2 separate regions of the Pan troglodytes genome follow, and region 1 is linked to region 2. The links are chromatin contacts, called in public Hi-C maps. All regions are on one chromosome and are shown on one strand. The core of a region is the stretch at or near the end of the contact, and the rest is flanking DNA. Distances in the headings are between cores, read along the strand shown. Region 1 holds the start of CNOT8 (CCR4-NOT transcription complex subunit 8). Region 2 has its middle 35 kb from the start of LARP1.

What was found. A called contact is a pair of places that touch in the nucleus more often than the background predicts.
Region 1: a contact with region 2 is called in a Hi-C map of induced pluripotent stem cells, with 2.9 times the contacts expected there. The contact joins the promoter of CNOT8 here to the enhancer-like site in region 2. A contact is called at or near these places in 1 of 7 Hi-C or Micro-C datasets (induced pluripotent stem cells) and 1 of 1 datasets of contacts at active chromatin or transcription factors (stem cell-derived excitatory neurons).

What each region holds. Positions count from the first base shown.
Region 1 is chr4:152,549,632-152,555,283 of NHGRI_mPanTro3-v2.0_pri, reverse strand. It overlaps CNOT8 (CCR4-NOT transcription complex subunit 8), which reads right to left and starts at 1,457. Exons shown (of 8, transcript NM_001246536.1): 1 at 1,361-1,457; 2 at 1,118-1,247. It overlaps FAXDC2 (fatty acid hydroxylase domain containing 2), which reads left to right and starts at 1,761. Exons shown (of 11, transcript XR_010157389.1): 1 at 1,761-1,843.
Region 2 is chr4:152,340,056-152,345,688 of NHGRI_mPanTro3-v2.0_pri, reverse strand. No RefSeq gene overlaps it. Among named protein-coding and RNA genes, the nearest start is that of LARP1, 35 kb to the left of the region's middle. Within about 2 kb of position 2,983, at least 5 of the 24 cell types and tissues checked have an H3K27ac peak or open chromatin away from gene starts, as enhancers often do. A contact at or near this core is called in induced pluripotent stem cells, where this site is marked.

The DNA of each region.
Region 1 (5,652 bases), core at 208-2,707, 210 kb before region 2:
AACACACTCACACCTATGAATTACTGAAGTCCCTGCTCTGTGTTGACCTGCAGTGCAGTACGTTCAGATCGCTCCCGTTCATCTACGGTGTAAACTTCTCCAAAACATAGCTCCTTATTTACACAGGAAAGCTCTGAAGGGCAACTAATGATAAAGCCACAGGAAAGTTTTCTCTGCAAGCAATCAAGGCCTTGCTCGGGAAAAGAAACGTTGAGTCTGATTTTGTTCGTTTAAGCCCAAGTGTACAAGGAAACAATAGACATCACTTCCTTATTCTAGAGGACTGAACAAAGGCTTTGCCGTGCATAGATATGATAGAAAAGGAAGTGGCACGTTTGAAGAAATAAATAGCAGCAGCGTTTAAGAGGATCCTCTGACCCTCCCTTACCTCCAAACAGTGTCTCAAGGCACTGCCCTGGATTGAACCGCAGTTCAAACTTCTTAAAACCACCCGAATGGCCCAGGCCCAGTTGGCTCCTCCATTCGTAAAGCCATAGAACACCAAGAAAAAGTTATGGGGCCGCAAGAACTAAGGAAGAGGCGGCGATTTAGAAGGGGGAGGCCCGCAAGATTCCAAATTCAGGTCCTCCTCCCCACTACTCCGTCTCCCATCATCATTCTCTTCTCGTTTATCATCATCCTTCCACTTCAAATCACACTCAGTCCTCCTCCTTCTGACACGCCATTCTTCTTCTGTTTTTGTTTGTTTGGTAAAGCAAAGTTAAAATTACGGGCCTTAGGACTAAGATAACTAAGTTCAAAGCCAGGCCAGGCCACGTAGTAGTCGTGTGTCCTTGCATAAGCCACTTAATCTATTTCGTGCCTCGGTTTTCCTATCTTGTAAAATGGGTTTGATAACAGTACGCACCTCGGAGGATTGGAGTAGAAGTTAAAATGAAGCATATGAGATGCTTTGTAAAGTCCCCGCACATATTACTCGAATATTATCGTGTGACGGTGGCCATTATTATTACTACTCTTTGCTGGGGTTCCTCTCCTCCTCACACACCCTGCCCCTTACACACGCCCCCACTCCCCTTCCCCCTACAGACCCCCAATGGTCTCTCACACTCTTTCATCTTACGCTCCTCTTTCCGGTAAGCGCAGGCCCGCTTACCGGGACCGACAGGGCCCGCGAAGCGCTGGCTGGCTGGCTGACGAGCTGGCGGGCTGGCGGGCTGACTCCCCGACGGCGGCGACGGCAGCCCCTGGCCCGGAGCTCTTTTCCCTCTACCCCGGATCTGCTCCTAGAACCGAACGAGCCAGTGAGGTGAGCGCCCCCGTGCCCAGAGCGGTCTTACGTGCCTCCCACCAAACAACCGGACGGCACCACTCTACCCACCCGATCCGCCCGACTCGCCTGCTCTCTAGTCACTCCAGACGCGCGCGCGCGCCTGGTCCCGCCCGCTCCTCCCCCTTTGCGCGCCCCTGCGACTCCGTGCGTGTTCGCTCTGCCTGTGAGGTCGCGGGAAGCAGCGCGCAGGCGCAGAAGTAACAGGGCACCGCCGAATAGGTGGGGAGTGGAGGCCTGGAAGCACGCTTGCGGAAGACGGCCCGCCTGCGGCCCTCTTCGCGTGATTAGTTGCGCTCGCTCAATTTAATCATGATTCTTACTCCTCCATTTTGGTCCTCTTTCCGAGCGAACAAGGAAGGGGCGTGGTCTAGAACTAGCGCCCCCCCACCCCCCCGCCGTGGGCGCGGCCTGGAAAAATCCAAAGGCCGAGGAAAGGGCGTGGCCCTTCGAACAAACCCCTCGAATTACCACGCCCCCTCCTCCTGGCTTTGAAGGACCGTTAAAATCGTTGGCACGAAGGGATTTGTGAAGAGGCTGACGGAGAAAGAGGTTGTCGCGACTTTCTGTTCTAACATGGCCCCGTAGATGTCTCACTTAACAAAGCATCTATCTTACGGTTCCTTTCTGGCAAACAATTGTTGGGGGTGGGGCGGCTCCCCAAAGCCGAATGTGGGTGACGTCCGCCAAGGCCCGCCTACCTCCCGGCCTCACCGAGCAGAGCGAGGAACATTGCCATAGCAACTGGCCCGCCAGGGTCTGCTCGAGTTACAAAGAGGACGGCGCCTCCCGTGGGCACGGCGCCTGGCCAGCGCAGGCGTCGCCGGGCTCTTCAGAGCTCCAAAATCTTTGCGGACGCGCAGGGAGCTCGCCAGATTTTAGTGTCGAGACCCACGGGCTCAGGCCTCGCCCAGGAGCTTCTGAGGCCCCTCTGCCAGCCCCTTGGTTCCCTCTTAATCCTGCTTGAAGAGAGGGCTCTTGACCGACGCCGGCCCTGGGCAGCGTGTGGCCAGCTGGGGCGCGCCTCCGCCTCGTGTTCTCCGCGGTGGGAGAGCAGACAAAGCGCCGGCTTCCTGCACACAGTGTCGGCGGCGGGCCGCCCTCAACCACTCCCGCCAGCGCTCCACCCCTGTTCCCGAGAGGACGTGGGGGCTGCCCCAAGCACGGTTCTAGTTCTTGTCCCAGATGCTTGTACTTGAGAGGCTGTTGATAAGAAAACGGCAAATGTACCCCTAGTGACGAGGAGAGGGGCTTCTACTATTCACTTTGCACTTTTAAACATTTCCCCCTAAGGGGATTCTCCAAAATCCTCCAATTCCTAGGCTGGATGCCGAGCTGGCCTTGAGCGGCAATTTCAAACGGGATTCCCAAAAGCTATTCTCCAGGGAGGTGAACTAGCTCCAGCCTCCAGGATAAGAGCATCAAATGCACTTTCTGAACTCCAGTCCTCCTCTTCTCCCCCCCCAAATGAGTGTCTAGCTCCTTATCTGCAAAATTAGGTTACGAATGGCTGTCCTGAGCTCGTGAAGATTAAATAGTTAATAATTGGAAAAACACCCCGCACCGAGGAAGATATAAAAGAGCGTTCAATAAATGGCATGTCTCACTTTGCTCTCCCTAAAACAGTCGATTTGGGGCCGGGATTGGTGGCTCACTGAGCCTGTAATCCCAGCACTTGGGGAGGCCAAGGCAGGCGGATCACCTGAGGTCAGGAGTTCAACACCAGCCTGGCCAACATGGCAAAACCCTGTCTCTACTAAATAATACAAAAATTAGCTGGGCGTGGTGGAGGGCACCTGTAATCCCAGCTACTCCGGAGGCTGAGGCAGGGAGAATTGCTTGAATCCAGGAGGCGGAGGTTACAGTGAGCCTAGATCGTGCCACTGCACTCCAGCCTGGGCGACACAGCAAGACTCCCTCTCAAAAAATAAAAAAATAAATAAACAGTGATTCCGTTGAGGGATACACTGATAAAGAAGGCAGGCAAGTGCCCCATCCACCAGTCAGTTCTATGGGTTTTTTTTTTTTTTTTTTTTTTTTTTTGAGACAGAGTCTTGCTCTGTCGCCCAGGCTGGAGTGCAGTGGCGCAATCTTGGCTCACTGCAAGCTCCGCCTCCCGGGTTCATGCCATTCTCCTGCCTCAGCCTCCCGAGTAGCTGGGACTACAGGTGCCCGCCACCATGCCCGGCTAATTTTTTTCTCTTTTTTTAGTAGAGACGGGGTTTCACCGTGTTAGCCAGGATAGTCTCGATCTCCTGACCTCGTGGTCCGCCTGCCTCGGCCTCCTAAAGTGCTGGGATTACAGGCGTGAACCACCGCGCCCGGCCAGTTCTGTGGGTTTCTAACGTGCTTTCTTCCACTTGTAATTTAGAGTCAGAAGAGGCTAGCGCTGACAGGCAGGCAGTAGTCACATGAAAAGCGGCCTCCCCAATCCTTTCTTGGAATTTTGTTTTTTCCTGTGGCACTGGGCCTGGTGTGCGCTAAAACAAACAGGAAACACCATGTCCAGCCCCACTACCACCCCTCACCCAGAACTGGGTGTTCGTTTCTCAAATTATTGAAAATAGATATAAAGCAAACAGATGGATTTTATTTTAGGAGAAGTTAGAGTGTTACTCTTTTTTTTTTGAGACAGAGTCTCGCTCTGTCGCCCAGGCTGGAGTGCAGTGGCGCAATCTTGGCTCACTGCAAGCTCCGGCTCCCGAGTTCACGCCTTTCTCCTGCCTCAGCCTCCCTAGTACCTGGGACTACAGGCGCCCGCCATCACGCCCGGCTAATTTTTTGTATTTTCTTTTAGTAGAGAAAGGGTTTCAATGTGTTGGCCAGGATGTTCTCGATCTCCTGACCTCGTCATCCTCCCGCCTTGGCCTCCCAAAGTGCTGGGATTACAGGCCTGAGCCACCGCACCCAGCCTAGAGTGTTAACGTTTTGAACATTGGATATGATGCTGTACTCATGGATATCGCAAAATTAGAATAATTTTCCAGAAGTCACTGCTTCCCAGTCGGAAGGAAGCCCCTAATGAATGAGAGGGTAGTTGGAAAAGAATATATTCAGTTATATCATTTCATATTTGAGAAGAAAACTCTATTGCTTTTTGAGATGAGGGTCTTGCCACGTTATCCAGGCTGGTCTTGAATCCCTGGGCACCCAGCCTCAAGTAATCCTCCTCACTCAGCCTCCTGAGTGCCTGGGATTACAGGTGCATGCCGCTGCTCCTGGCCCCTGTTGTTTTTGAGCTGCAAACGATAGAAAGTCAGGTTCGAACAAATCTCATTTGGGAGGGTATACGTTTTTGTTTTTTTTTGTTGTTGTTGTTGTTGTTTTTCATTTTTTTTGAGACGGAGTATCGCTCTTGTTGCCCAGGCTGGAGTGCAATAGCGCGATCTCGGCTCACCGCAACCTCTGCCTCCTGGGTTCAAGCGATTCTCCTGCCTCAGCCTCCGAGTAGCTGGGATTACCGGCATGCACCACCACACCCGGCTGATTTTGTATTTTTAATAGAGACAGTTTCTCCATGTTGGTCAGGCTGGTCTCGAACTGCTGACCTCAGGTGATCTGCCCGCCTTGGCCTCCCAAAGTGCTGGGATTACAGGCCTGAGCCACCACGCCCAGCAGGAGAGTATAAGTTTAAGAAAATTGAGAAGGCCAGGCGCGGTGGCTCACGCCTGTAATCCCAGCACTTTGGGAGGCCAAGGCGGGCAGATCACGAGGTCAGAAGATCGAGACCATGCTGGCCAACATGGTGAAACCCCTGCTCTACTAAAAATTCAAAAAAATTAGCTGGGTGTGGTGGCACACACCTGTAATCCCAGCTACTCGGGAGGCTGAGGCAGGAGAATTGCTTGAACCCGGGAGGTAGAGGTTGCAGTAAGCCAAGATCACGCCACCGCGCTCCAACCTGGTGACAGAGAGAGACTCCATCTCAAAAAAATTAATAAATAAACAAAATTGAGAAACACTCGTTATAAAATGAATGGGACCCCTTAAGAACCACACAGCTGGCCAGGCGTGGTGGCTCACGCCTGTAATCCCAGCACTTTGGGAGGCCGAGGAAGGTGGATCACCTGAGGTCAGGAGTTCAAAACCACCCTGGCCAACATGGTGAAACCCCGTCTTTACTAAAAATACAAAAATTAGCCGGGCATGATGGCAGGTGCCTGTAATCCTAGCTACTAAGGAGGCTGAGGCAAGACAGTCGCTTGAACCTGGGAGGTGGAGTTTGCAATGGACCAAGATCATGCCATTGCACTCCAGCCTGGGCAACAGAGCCAGACTCCATTTCAAACAAAAAAAAAGAAAAAAAGATAGGATGGAGAGAAAACCCAGGAAGGCTGGAGAGCTTCTCACTAAGGAGATGC
Region 2 (5,633 bases), core at 1,734-4,233:
AGTTGTGGTGAGACGAGATGGCGCCATTGCACTCCAGCCTGGGCAACAAGAGTGAAATTTCGTCTCAAAAATAAAAAGTAAAAATAAAAAAGAATGCAGGAATACAATTTCATCTAAATAAGCAAATTAATTTTCAGGAATACATTTTCAGCTAAGCGCAAAGGCTGGCTCGTCTGCCTGTCTTTGCTGCCACCTAGTGGTAACAGGTAGGAAAGCGCATATTGGAAGGCTTGCTTTTTTTTCTTTCTTTATTTATGACACAATTTATTCAAGGCCTACAATGTATCCGGCACACACCACGCCTGCACCTTCTCAGTTTTCTTATCTGAAGAATGGGGGTAATAAATGAACTGACTCCATAAGTTTGTGAGGATAAAATGCAATAATGCATGTAAAGAATTTAACATTGGCTGTAACACAAAAGAATGCTCTAGAAATGGTAATTATTGGTGTTTACACATACATAATTTAATTTAGGAAATCAGTATTATACCCATTTTTCTGTGTGAGAAATTTGAGGCTCAGAGAAATCAAAGTAACTTGCCTAAGGCTACTGAGCTAACTAGAGGAGGGTCTGAGATTACAATCTAGGTCTGGGCAACATAGCCAGAGAAAAAGAAAAAAGAAAAAAATACAAAAAAGAAAAAAATAGCCGTGTGTGGTGGTGCACATCTGTAGTCCCAGCTACTTGGGAGGCTGAGGCGGGAGGACCGCTCGAGCCCAGGAGGTTGAGGCTGCTGTAAGCCAAGATTTTGTCACTGCACTTCAACCTAGGCGCAGAGCAAGATCTCATCTCAAAACAAACAAACAAAAAGGAATCTAGGTCTGTCCTGGGGCTGCCTCATCACCCTTAAGATACCATCTCACATGACCTCCTGAAAAGGAGTTGGTTTTTGGATTCCACAGACCAAAAGCATTTAAAAATACCTAGATGTATTGGTTATCTATTGCTGCATAATGAATTACCCCAAAACCCAGTGGGCACAGATTCACTGGCTCCTCCACTGCAGGTATCTCACAGGTGCTATTCAGGGTGTTGGCCACACAGGGTGGGGTCAGGGCACACTTGTTACATGTGAGTGCCTCCTGAAATTTTACATGCTGCGCCTTAAGGTTCCTTAAGTAGCCTTAAGGTTCAACTGGGGAACCACCTGCTTCCAGCTTACCTGGCTGTTGGCAGGACTCAGTTCCTCCAGGGCTGTTGGATTGAGGCCCTCAGTACCCCTAGCTGTTGGTCAGAGGTCACCAGCTCCTTCCTACATCATTGGCTGACCTTTTTTTTTTTTTTTTTCGAGACGGAGTTTTGCTCTGTCGCCCAGGCTGGAGTGCAATGGCTCGATCTCAGCTCACTGCAACCTCTGCCACCTGGGTTCAAGCGATTCTCCTGCCTCAGCCTCCCGAATAGCTGGGATTACAGGTGCCAGGCACCATGCCCGGGTAATTTTTGTATTTTCAGTAGAGATGGGGTTTCACTATGTTGGCCAGGCTGGTCTCGAAACCCTGACCTCATGATCCGCCCGCTTCGGCCTCCCAAAGTGCTGAGATTACAGGCGTGAGCCACCGCGCCCGGCCTGGCTGCTTTTTCAGTGTGGCGGTTTGTTTCATCAAAGTGTGCAAGCCAAGAAGAGCAAAAGTCAGCTGGCAAGATGGAAGTCACAGTCATTGCTAATCTAATCACAGAAGTCATTATTGTGACATTCTGTTTCTTAGAAGCAAGTCACCAGCCCCAGCCACTCTGGAGGGGAGGGGATCATACAAAGGCTTGAATATCAGGAGGAGGGGACTGCGGAAGGCCATTCTAGAGCCTTCCTGTCACACTGGAGTTGCCTGTCAACTTTTAATTTTGCTAAATAACATTTATTTACTTATCTATTTTTTTTTTTTTTGAAACAGAGTCAAACTCCGTAACCCAGCCTTGAGTGCAGTGGTGCGATCTCATCTCGGCTCACTGCAACCTCTGTCTCCCGGGTTCAAGCAATTCTCCTGCCTTGGGTTCCCGAGTAGCTGGGGCTACAGGTGAGCACCGGCCCGCCCGCCTAATTTTTGTATTTTTAATAGAGACGGGATTTCACTATGTTGGCCAGGCTGGTCTCCTGGCCGCAGGTGATCCGCCCACCTCCCAAAGTGCTAGGATTACCTGGGGCGTGAGCCACTGCGCCAGGCTGATCCACTGCACCCGGTAACCCAAGAACATTTAGAAAATCAACTCCCGGCCAGGCACAGTGGCCCAGGGCTGTAATCCCAGCACTTTGGGAGGCCGAGGCTGGGGGATTGCTTGAGCCCAGGAGTTCGAGACCAGTCTGGGCAATATAGAGAAACCTCGTCTCAATTCAAAATAAATAAATAAGAAAAAAGAAAACTCCCAGCCCTGGTTACCGTCATTTCATAAAAGAAATGGACATTTTAACAACTAGATACAAACAGGAAATTTCAGAATAAAGGCTAGTCCCTTGTGGTTGAGTAAATGCAGCTCTATTAGAAGCTTCCACATTGCTCTGAGATTTCTCACCGTGCAGCATTCTGGTGCCTAGACTAGCCCTGGGAACCTCCAGGGGCCTGCACACCCGCCAGGGGAAAGAGAGAGGAGGACATGGGTAGGGCCTGCCTGAGACCACACAGTGCCCAGCACTTCAAAAAAAAACGGCTGGCTGAATGAATAGTAAACGTACAACCTCATGTGGAAGTGTCTCACTTATCTTCAGCTTCTAGAGGAGGAAACCGGGCCCCGTAAGGCTAAATGGCGGGTCTCAAAGTTTTAGGGATGGAAAGGGGATTAATATTTGCAGGGTGCTTTGCCAGCCACCACAGCCCCAGTGCCATTTTAGCACCCTGCAAACAAAGTCCTGAGAGGGCAAGCAAGCTGCTGACGGGGACTCGAGCGGCTGTGGGAAAAGGGACCTGCGGTGGTTCAGGAAAGCAGCCTTAAGTGACCGAGCCTGGACGCGCCAGGCACAGTGTGGGAAGAGTGCCATTCAATCCTCCGCGTAACCCTGGCGGGGCCGGGCTAAGAAGCGCTTACCCAAGCGCAGGAGACAGGAGCTGAGCACAGCGTCGGGAGCTTGCGAGATCACCTGGCTGGGATGAGGTCATCTAAGGTTTAAGAGCGCGGTCGTCTGAGTCTAAAGTCCAGCTCTTTATCTCTGCCGCCGGGGATCCTGGGGCGTAGTGTAAAGGAGGCGGGTGGCTAGGGTCACGTGGCTGATCACCCCAAGAGAAGTCAACCCCAGGCGGGCGGTTACGACGCTCATGCTCCTTAGTGGTCTTCATTTCCGTAATGAGGGGCCGGAGGTGACGGTGCAGCAGGCGGGAGCCAGGGTAAACTTCACCCAGGTGGCCCCAATGCGAAGGCAGCGAGGCCCTACAGAAAATGGCCAAGGCCGCCTCAGACGCAAAGCTGCTCTCCCTTTCTCTTTGCTGCCCCATTCTCCCAGTTCCTCCTCAGCCCGGGCCTCCGGGAGCCTTCTGCTGGAAGAGATGTGCTTTCTTTTTTTAGTTTCTTGAGTTTTTTTAGAGACGAGGTCTCGCTCTTCTGCCGCCCAGGTTGGAGTGCAGTGGGGCGAACACGGCTCACTGCAGCCTCCAGCTCCTGGGCTCCAGCAATCCTCCCGCCTGGGACCAAAGGAGCGCGCCACGGGGCGGGGGCCGCTGTGCGCTTTCTTACTTTGCCCTTTTCATCGCATATTCGGTTGTTCACCCGCGACTTCCTTTCCCGAGGAGCGACGGCGGCGGGGGCTTCTCTCTGCAACCACCACCGGCCCAGAGGAGAGCCCTTGACCAAGGACATCACGAGTACGAAATGACCAAATTTGTTCAGTATTGACTGTAGCTAGGAGTATCCTACTCTTAAATAACCCACATGCAAAATCCTAAGGCGGAAGCTACCTTCATCCCTGTTTACAAAACAAACAAACAAAAAACAAAAAAACCCAGGAACCAAAAGATTGAGCAAGGTGTCCAAACCACACAGTTGGTATTTGGTGTCACGTTGGAAGGAGGAAAGGCCACAATTAAAAATTGTTATTCCGGCCGGGTGTGGTGGCTCACACCTGTAATCCCAGCACTTTGGGAGGCTGAGGCAGGTAGATCATCTAAGATCGGGAGTTCGAGACCAGCCTGACCAACATGGTGAAACCCCGTTTCTACTAAAAATACAAAAATTAGCTGGGTGTGGTGGCGCATGCCTGTAATCCCAGCTACTTGGGAGGCTGAGGCAGGAGAATCGCTACAACCCAGGAGGCGGAGGTTCTGGTGAACCGAGATCGTGCCATTGCACTCCAGCCTGGGAAACAAGAGCGAAACTCCATCTCAAAAAAAAAAACAAACCCAAAATTTGTTATTCCTGCATTCAAGGCATTGTGCTAACACTTTTCTTTTTTTTTTGCAACGAAGTTTCGCTCTTGTTGCCCAGTCTGGAGTGCAGTGGCGCGATCTCTGCTCACTGCAACCTCTGCCTCCCAGGTTCAAGTGATTCTCCTGCCTCAGCCTCCTGAGTAGCTGGGATTACAGGTGCCGGCCACCATGCCCGGCTAATTTTTGTGTATTTAGTAGAGACGGGGTTTCACCATGTTGACCAGGCTGGTCTTGAACTTCTGACCTCAGTTGATCCACCTGCCTCGGCCTCCCAAAGTGCTGGGATTACAGGCGTGAGCCACCATGCCCGGTTTGTGCTAACACTTTTCTAGGCATTATCTCACTTAATTACCAGCAGAGGGTGAGTGCTTTAACTCTTTAGAGGAAGCTTAGAGAGGTTGACAGGCCTGCCCAGGCTTATTAGCTGGAGTGTGGATGGACCCACAGCTGACCCTCCTCAGCAGAGCACTCCAGTACCTGCAAAACTGTGGGCAGATGTCTGCGATTCTGAGATCGATTGGGAGTTGGGGTCCGGCTTTTCTTTTCTTTCTTTTTTTTTTGAGTTGTAGTTTCACTCTTGTTGCCCAGGCTGGAGTGCAGTGACAGTGATCTCAGCTCACTGCAGCCTCCACCTCCCCAGCTCAAGTGATTCTCCTGCCTCAACCTCCTGAGTAGCTGGGACTACAGGTGACCACCACCATGCCTGGCTAATTTTTTGTATTTTTAGTAGAGACGGGGTTTCACCATGTTGTCCAGGCTGGTCTCGAACTCCCAACCTCAGGTGATCCGCCCGCCTTGGCCTCCCAAAGTTCTAGGATTACAGGCATGAGCCACTGCGGCCTGCCTGGGGTTTGGCTTTTCAAATCTCAGTAGGTAGGTTGGTTTTTGTTTTTTTTTTCCCTTTGGTGTGCTGTGGGTTGAGGATGTGGGCACTCGACTCAGTCAGCCTGATTTGGGATCCTGGCAGTGCCACATTCTGGCTGTGGGCCAAGGGGCAGGTCACTCAGCCTCTTTCAGACTCAGTTTCCTCATGTGCAAAATGGGAGTAGTACTGGTACCTGCCTCATAGGGCCTGTGAGAGAAATGCATGGAGTCACTTAGCACTGAGCCTGGCTCCTAGCAAAAGCTAAAAATACGCAATTGTTGCTCTTAATTATTCTTACAGCCTATAAAACAGCTTTGTGTGCATTATTTGATTTGATTCTCACAATAGCATTGAGAGGATGTACAGGAGCAGATTTATCTCTGTTTTTTTTTTTTTTTTTAACACAAAGTGACCAAAG